Linked DNA regions of Athene noctua: region 2 is linked to region 1. A link is a contact called in public Hi-C data. All regions are on one chromosome and are shown on one strand. Each heading gives the region's core, a stretch centred on a gene start, on an enhancer-like site or on the middle of the called end of the contact. The rest is flanking DNA. Distances are from core to core; before and after follow the strand shown. Region 1 holds the start of CEP83 (centrosomal protein 83). Region 2 holds the start of SOCS2 (suppressor of cytokine signaling 2).

Evidence for each region. A called contact is a pair of places that touch in the nucleus more often than the background predicts.
Region 2: a contact with region 1 is called in a Hi-C map of liver, with 6 times the contacts expected there. The contact joins the promoter of SOCS2 here to the promoter of CEP83 in region 1. A contact is called at or near these places in 2 of 2 Hi-C or Micro-C datasets (heart and liver).

Annotation. Positions count from the first base shown.
Region 1 is chr3:36,681,999-36,686,161 of bAthNoc1.hap1.1, forward strand. It overlaps CEP83 (centrosomal protein 83), which reads left to right and starts at 1,897. Exons shown (of 16, transcript XM_074902738.1): 1 at 1,897-2,007.
Region 2 is chr3:36,977,823-36,981,985 of bAthNoc1.hap1.1, forward strand. SOCS2 (suppressor of cytokine signaling 2) reads right to left here and starts at 1,987. Exons shown (of 3, transcript XM_074902744.1): 1 at 1,939-1,987; 2 at 128-405. The coding sequence starts at 272. LOC141959188 (a long non-coding RNA gene) reads left to right here and starts at 1,501. Exons shown (of 3, transcript XR_012633403.1): 1 at 1,501-1,603.

The sequences.
Region 1 (4,163 bases), core at 647-3,146:
CTCTCTTTCCTTGTTATCTACCAGATTCCCAGGTCTAGCCCATCTGAGTCACTACAGCAGCTCTATTTTTAAAGCAAGCAGAGGTATGAGCAGGTTTTCAGCACTGCTTCTCACATTGCTGTGGGACATGGATAGAGATGGTCACTGTGACAAAGAGCATCATTACCACCCATACTTCAAAAATGTTAGCTATCAGGTGATTAACTAGAATTACCTGACACAGTGGGCCTTAGAGGGAAACAAGTACCCTTTTTTGATCAATGTGAAAAACACGGAGGCAAAAATAAAGTAACATAATTTCCACCATCTTGAGTCATCCTTTTAGAACAAGATTCCACACTGGAAATGATTACACAAAAATTGCACCATTACTCAAATTAGCTGGCAAGAGACACCCAACCCTATCTGTTGATTTTAGTTACCTAAATAATTTTAGATTTTCTAATTTTTCTTGCTATGTCCCCCACAATGCTCACATTGAGCCACCTAGATTCTTGACATCACGTTTTCCAATAGATTATAGCTGTGTAATCCTGATGTGAAAAGACATTAATAGAACCAAAAAACGAATCTGTGCCACACTACCATTCCTGTTAATGAGGATATACAGGGGAGGAAAACTTCTGTTCGATCTTAGTTAGCATTAATATTTGTAGAGCTGATACGGAAAAAAAAATATAATTTAAAAGTGAGCAAATCCGGTATAGAAATGAGTCAGGTATGCAAATTCATAACACTATTTTAAAATTTTTTTTTTGCATTGTAAAGCTGTGTAGAACTACAGTTTGGGGTTTTTTTCTTCATCAAAATTAAATTTTAGTTAATTTTTGAAGGTGAACTTTTAAGTTGTTGTAACTCATTTCAGTACAGGTATACATTGATATTTATTGACTAGATTGTTGATATTTAACTTGTAATATTGCAAAGGTATTGGCCACAAGCACAACATTCATGTAAAACTGTACAGCAACAGCAGTCTGTATAGTCAGGCTTCCAGTGATGTACTGAGCTCTTGGCATTGTAGCTATGGAAGTGGCTGTAAAACGTTTTAGACAACTTCTTATTAACTGAGTTGACAACCCCCCCTAGGGGAGCTAACTGTACTAACTGTAATTAGATCTCTGCAAAACGACTGGCAAATGTAACATTTGGCCCTTTTTTTCTTTTTCCTTGAGGATATGTGTGTGTCATCAGTAATATCCACCTTCTAATATACTAATTGAAGCCAATTTTAATCCTTATTAAAGGATTGCTAATCGTATTAGGGGAGTGTCGATAGCGGTCTGGATGATCATTCTCCCGCTCTAGTCGAAGAGATTTTAGAGAGAAATTGAGGAAGTTTACGACAAGATCACGTTTACAGTGTTTCGGCTGCTTTCACAGCTGATTTCTGTCAGAAAACAGCGTCCGGTGCCAAGTAAGTGGCAAGTGCTGTGTAAGCCCGAGCGTTCGGCTTGGCATTAGCAACTGGACCACAGCTCCTCAGTACGGCTGCACACAAAGCATAAGGCACACGTTTGCCCTCAGGGAGGAGGCGTTAGGCTGTCAGCAGAAGAAACGCCACCTGCACCGGCGCGCTTTCGTTTCCGTCAGCGCCGCGAGGTCTCCCGTTTTCCCCTCTCCTTCCGGAGCGAAACGGCAGCGGCCGGCTCAGAACTTCGTGAATCCGGTGCAGAAGCTTAAAGCTGCTATACAAACCCCACAGTTAAACACGCGACGTGCACCGGGGGAGGCGGCTTTGCTGCGGCAGCCCGCCGCCGGCAGCCCGCCCGCCCCACCGACGCGACGCGCCCCAGCCGCCGCCGCCGCCGCCACCGCCCCGCGCGCGGGGGGCGGGGCACAGGGCTCGGAGGCGGAGCACGGCACGCGGAGGTCGCGCGAGCCCGTTTCCCCGGCAACGCTGCTCCGCCTCTCCCCCCGCTCGCCTCCGCCTTCCCCGGCCGCCGCGGCGCTCCCAGGATGCTCCGCGCCCCGCGGGACCCCGGCGGGCGGCGGCGCCGCCGAGAGGTGAGGCGTCATTTTTAAATTCCTCGAACCGGTGGCGGCCGCTGCCGGTTGAGCCGGGCCGGGGCATCGTTGAGGAGAGGGCGGGCAGGCGGACCGGGGCCTTCCTGCTCGGGCTTCCTCTGGCGGCGTACGGTCTGGGAGGCCCTTCGGCCTTTGCTCCGGCCCGCTTTGCTCCTCCCCCGTGCCGTTAGTTACCGAGCAGAGAGCTGCAAAGCCTGGAAGAGAGGTCGGCAGCCCGTCTCAGAGTGCCATCGTCGTTGTCTTGTGTCCCGTCTGGTGGTAACAGCCTGCTGCGGCCTCTGTTGGGTGGTGGGTTTGGGAATCGCCCGGCACAAGGCCAGGGCGGTGACGTTCAGCGGTAGGAAGAGCCCGTTCACCGCCAGACTTTCAAATGTTAACGTTTGCTTGCTTTCCACCAGTGAGCTTCAGCCATGTGCAGTTTGAGGGCAGTGATTATTTTTCTGCGCTTCGGGGTGTGTGACACCCGTATTAGTGTTTTATCTCTGACCAAGCCCCTATGTCCCTAAGTCATAGGAAAATTAACGTCGTGATGACTTAGACAGCTTGCTTTGCCTCTCACAGGCTCTTTGTCCACGTACTGTAAGGTGCATATAAGGTGCATATTTCTGCCTACAGGAGGTGTAGGATATGTATACTAACACGAGACCTAAGCCCTGTCTGAACATCTCTATTTTTAAGTCAGTATGAAAGGGAAGTGATTTTTCAGAACAGTTTTGGTTATGGGCTATCGAATTGTGACAAGCAGCCATCTGTATGCCCAAGTAAAACTTCGAATGAGATTCTAGTGACTAAAAGTTGTATCATGTGTGCTTGAAGCTCTCTTGTCGTGAAAAAACAGTCGAAAACCTACATGACATATATAGATTAGTGTGGTGGTTTAAACCCAACCAGCAGCTAAGCACCACACAGCAACTCACTCACCCTCCCTCACTGTGGGCAATGAGGGAGACAATTGGAGGGGTAAAGGTAGGAAGACTCATAGTTTGAGATAAAAGCAATTTAATAGTTGAAATTCCACAGCATTCTCCTGGCAAAACTGGCTGCTCGAGGCTTGGATGGGCACACGCTTCGCTGGGTAAAAAACTGGCTGGATGACCGGGCCCAAAGAGTTGTGGCGAACGGAGTTAAATCCAGTTGGCGGCCGGTCACGAGTGGTGTCCCCCAGGGCTCGGTTTTGAGGCCACTCCTGTTTCACATCTTTATTGATGATCCAGATGAGGGGATCGAGTGCACCCTCTGTCAGTTTGCAGATGACCCCAAGCTGGGTGGGAGTGTTGATCTGCTCGAGGGTAGGGAGGCTCTGCAGAGAGACCTGGACAGGCTGGAGCCATGGGCTGAGGCCAACTGGAGGAGTTTCAGTAAGGCCAAATGCCGGGGGCTGCCCTTGAGCCACAACAACCCCCAGCAGCGCTACAGGCTTGGGGAGGGGTGGCTGGAGAGCTGCCAGTCAGAGAGGGACCTGGGGGTGTTGATTGACAGCTGGCTGAACAGGAGCCAGCAGTGTGCCCAGGTGTCCAAGAAGGCCAAAGGCATCCTGGCTTGTGTCAGCAATAGCATGGCCAGCAGGGACAGGGAAGGGATCTTACCCCTGTACTTGGCACTGGTGAGGCCGCACCTCGATTCCTGTGTTCAGTTTTGGGCCCCTCACTACAAAAAGGACATTGAATGACTCGAGCGTGTCCAGAGAAGGGCAACGAAGCTGGTGCAGGGTCTGGAGCACAGGTCGTACGGGGAGCGGCTGAGGGAACTGGGGGTGTTTAGTCTGGAGAAGAGGAGGCTGAGGGGAGACCTCATCGCCCTCTACAGCTACCTGAAAGGAGGGTGCAGAGAACTGGGGATGAGCCTCTTTAACCAAGTAACAAGTGATAGGACAAGAGGTAATGGCCTCAAGTTGCGCCAGGGCAGGTTTAGACTGGGTATCAGGAAGCATTTCTTTCCAGAACGGGCTGTTGGGCGTTGGAATGGGCTGCCCAGGGCAGTGGTGGAGTCCCCATCCCTGGAGGTGTTTAAGAGTCGGCTCGACTTAGAGCTGAGGGATCTGGTGTAGGTGGGAACTGCTAATGTTGGGTTGATGCTTGGACTGGATGATCTTCAAGGTCTTTTCCAACCTAGATGATTCAGTAATTCTGTGATTC
Region 2 (4,163 bases), core at 737-3,236, 300 kb after region 1:
CCGCTCCGCCTCCCCCGGGACCGCGGGGCGGCGGCGAGCCAGGCGCCCCGGCGAGCGCCGGCCTCCCCGGGCGCTGCCGCACCACCCCCCCCCCCACCCCGGTTCCCGGCCGGTCAGCCGGGCTTACCTGCCCGCTGCAGCTCCTCCATAGCCGCGGCCAGCTGCGCCGCCTCACGGGACTCGTCGGCAACAGGCGCCGCCGCCCCGGGGTGTCCCCAGCGTGCCCCGGAGCCTTCCGCGCTCTCCAGGGACCCGGCGGAGCGCAGGGTCATGGAGGGCGGCGGCGGGCGCGGCCCCGCTGGCGCACAGGTCGGGGGCTGCCCGCGGGGAGGGGGCTCCGCTTCGCCGCCGGGGCGCTCAGCGCCGCGCCGGGTGCATGGCCCCGGCCGCCGGCCCGGTCGCCGCCTGCGAGCGGAGAGAGAGCGTGGTTAGCGACGAGCCCGGCGAGAGGCGCTCCCGCTTCGGAACTTCCCAGCATCCAGAGGAGGGACCCGAGGCGAGATCACCTCCCGGCGGAGCGGGGGAGGGACATCTCCTCCCCCCGCCACCGCCCGGCCTGTCCCCGGCTCCCCTCCGCCCGGGACGAGACGGAGGCGGCGGCCCGGGAAGGTGGTCTAGCCTTCCGGCAAGGGCAAACCCGCGGATGTGCCGCTCCCTCGGCCGGGGTAGGCGGGCTCGCGCGAGGTGGTAGTGGTGGTGGTGGGGTGTTTGGGGAGGGAGGAGGTCGTGGGGGGAGAGCCGAGCACAAGGCACGAGTGGGGAGGGTAACGAAGCAGCGGGGCAGGTCCCAGCCCCCGGCGCTGCCCGGTGGCAGCCGCGGTGCGGGGGAACGGAACGGTCCGGGCCGCCTTTCAGTAAGGTCATACGCTGAGTCGTACCTCTAGGAACGGGGAACCCGGCGTGCTCGGGCGGGGGGGGGCTGCGAGCCTCTCCCGGGCCGCCCGAGGGGCTGCGGGACGGGTGCGAGGGCAGCGCCGGCTCCCGGGACTGGGTGGCCGCTTAGCTACGGGAGGAAGGGGCAGCGCGGTGGAGGGTGCGATATATTTAGCTTGGGGCAGGAAACGTGCTTTTCCCGTTCCATTAAATGCTGATACTATTTTTTAAAAATTAACTTTCCGCTCAACTGAAGCGAACGGGAGGGACAAAAAGAACCCCTCGCTCTCCCACCGACACGCCGGGAACGACACGAAGCCGAGCGGCGCCAGCGCGGGGGAGCGTCGCCGGCTTGGCCGGGTGCGGGGAGGGGGTTCACGGTGGGGACCGGGACCCACGCCGGTGCTTGCGAACCGGGCAGAATCTCTGCCTCCGTGAGCGCAGCAGCCTCCAGGTGAGGGGTTATGCCGAGGTGGCTCCTCCCGTCACGAGTTCCGCGGCGGAGCTCAGAAACTTTTCCAAATTAAAACTTCAGTGGCAGCGGATAGGTTGCTGTGCTGGGTATCTACCGCAACATATGCAGGCACCAAGGCGGCACCCCCGCGGCAAAGCCCACCCCCGTTCCCTTTTCCCCGCGCAGGATCTCCCGGCGCCGTCTCGGGGGCCGGACGCAGGTGCGCCCGTCACCGGAGCGGCTGCGGGGCCGCCGGCCGCAAAGCCCCGAGCGCAGGTGGGATCAGCGTTGCCGGGGGTACCCGGGCGTGACCCCTTGTGAAGGAGAAGCGCCGAGAGCGCCCGGCCGCGAAGTGCCGCCCGCCCGGCCGCGGGAGCTTGGCGGGGACGGAGGGTTTGCGAGGCGGCGGCAGCTAGCTGCAGCGGGGCGTCCCCCGGCAGGGACGAGGAGGGGAAGGAAGCTTTCATCCCGCCCGTCGCGGCAGCTCCGTCCCGGGAGCAGGGCGGCAGGCTCCCCGCTCTCGAGGAGCGGCAGGGCACCGGGCGCGGGGGGGGGGGGGGGGAACGGACGGACGGACGGGGGACGGCGCCGGCACCGACGACGGGACTCACCCGGGCTCGGCGGGACGGGGCTGGAGCCGCCGCTGCCGCCGCCTGGAGGTGGGGCGGTCAGGTCGTTCTCGCTCCCGCCGGCGTGGAGGGGCCGGGGGGTGCACAGCACCCGCCGCCGGGGAGAAGCGTCGGGGCTGTGCTGGGGTAGACAGACAGGCTGCCGCTGCCGGAGGAGGATGGTGCTCCCGGGGAAACAACACCCTCCTCTCCCCCCCTCTCCCCGGCGCGGGCGGTCTGTTCGCCTTTGATTGCGAGGCGAGGGCATCCTGCCCCCGCGCTCCCCCCTCCCGGGATGGCTACATACAAAGGCTGCTTTCCAGGAACTTTCCAGGAACCGCATCATGTGACAGGACCCGCTCCGGCGCCTCCACCGCGATCGCGGCCAGCCGGGGCCGCCTCACCGAGCCGCCGCCCCTGTCACGCCGGGGCAGCGGTCGCCTAACCCGCCCCGCGCGTCCCCGTACGTTCCCCTCCCCTCCTCGACCCCGCGCCGCCTCCGCCCGCAGAGCCGCGGGAGACGCGCGGCGAGCAGGTCAGTGGCGGGGGCCGCTGAGGTACCGGCGCGCGGGCGGCCGTTGGAGCCCGCCGGCGGGGCCGTGCCTCGCGGGGCGGCGCGCGCCGCCCCGCGAGGCACGGCCCCGCCGGCGGGCTCCAACGGCCGCCCGCGCGCCGGTAGCTCCCGAGGTAACCGGGAGAGCGCGGCCCTCCCAGCCGCTCCGCGGCGGCCGTGGTGGTGGGGGGGGGGGGTGGTGGTGGTGGTGGTGTTGAAGGGAGAGGGGGGGGGGGGGGGGGTGGTGAGGGGTGCCCGGCCTGCCCGGCGCCAGCAGCCGCGGGCACCTGAGCGCGGCAGCGGGGCCCGCCCTCAGGGCCGGGAGCGCGTCAGGAGCCGGTGCCAGCAGCTCTGTGCCAGGGACTTGTGGCGGCCGAAGCTCCTGGGACACCCCACCCTGGTCTCCACCCCCCTTCACCCTCCGGCGCTAAATACCTCGTTGCTACAAACAGCCATTACCCGCCGATGCGCGCGCCGCTCCTTTCCCCCCCCCCTCCGCGATTTTTTTTTTTTTTTTTTTTTTTTTTTTTTTTTTTTTTTTTTAAATAAACCCGAAGCTGTTTTTCGGCGAAAAGATGATTGATTGCGCCGCGGGTGCTGCTCGGTAACCAGCCACCTTCCGCCGCTGTGCGGGCGGCCTCGAGCCGACTTTAGAAAGACACACACACACAAAAAAAAAAAAAAAAAAAAAAAAAAAAAAAAAAAGGAAAGAAAAGAGGGGAAATAAAGCAAAAGTAGCCGTATTAGTCTCGCCCCTGCACCTGGCTGCAAGTCAGGGCTCCCTGCAAATTGCACGGCGGTGTTTGGGAAGGAGGATTTTTCGGGTTTGACGGGAAAAGGATTAAGGGGTGTCATTTTAAAACCCTCAGGAAAAAGAATAATATAAAAGAATCTGTTTAAAAATCGGGGGTGAGCCTTTGTTACCAAAGAGATAAATTAGTATGCATTAGGCTGGTCTAGTTGAGGGAGCGGGGCAGCAGCGGCACGCCAGCTTCCCTGCACAGAGAAAGCTTCCACAGGGACACTCCTGCCTTGGGTTATACTCCCCAGGAACTCCTGAAATTCAACGTTTCTTTAAAGGGGGGGGAAAAAAAAAAAAAAAAAAAAGGACCGTGGAGGACAGTCCCTGAATGCTTTTGTAATAGATATTACTTAACAATTTTTAAACATCAGGGGATGAGTGAAGAGTATTAGAGTTAATAGTTCTCATAAAAAATAAGTTTTGTATTTAGTGATTAAGCAGATTCATCGGAGGAAAAAAAAATACTTTGTTAAGTGAGTTGGTCAGTATGGTTTCATCTGTTTATGATGCCTGGGTGCTTTTAATTTATTCAGTTTATGAAAAAAGGTGGTTTTAATCACTGACAGCACTGCAGTTTGAAAATAAGGTCTGAGGAACAAACATGGGCTTTCTTACTTAAGCATTCTCAGAAATGGTTTAAAACAATTTAGGTCTTGAAGGTCATTCTTGTTCCTGTTTTCGTCCATGCAGTTTAGATAGCCTCAGATCCAGCCTCCAGAGGTTCTTGTGCAATCCCCACTAACTTTTCATTGGATAGATGTGAAGAGGGGAGAGAATATGTCTGTGTCCTTTGAAATTTAGTTGACAGCTCTGCTACCGATGATGTGAGATCTTGCATAAAATCTAATTTCCTTTTTCAGAATTGCTCTGGCT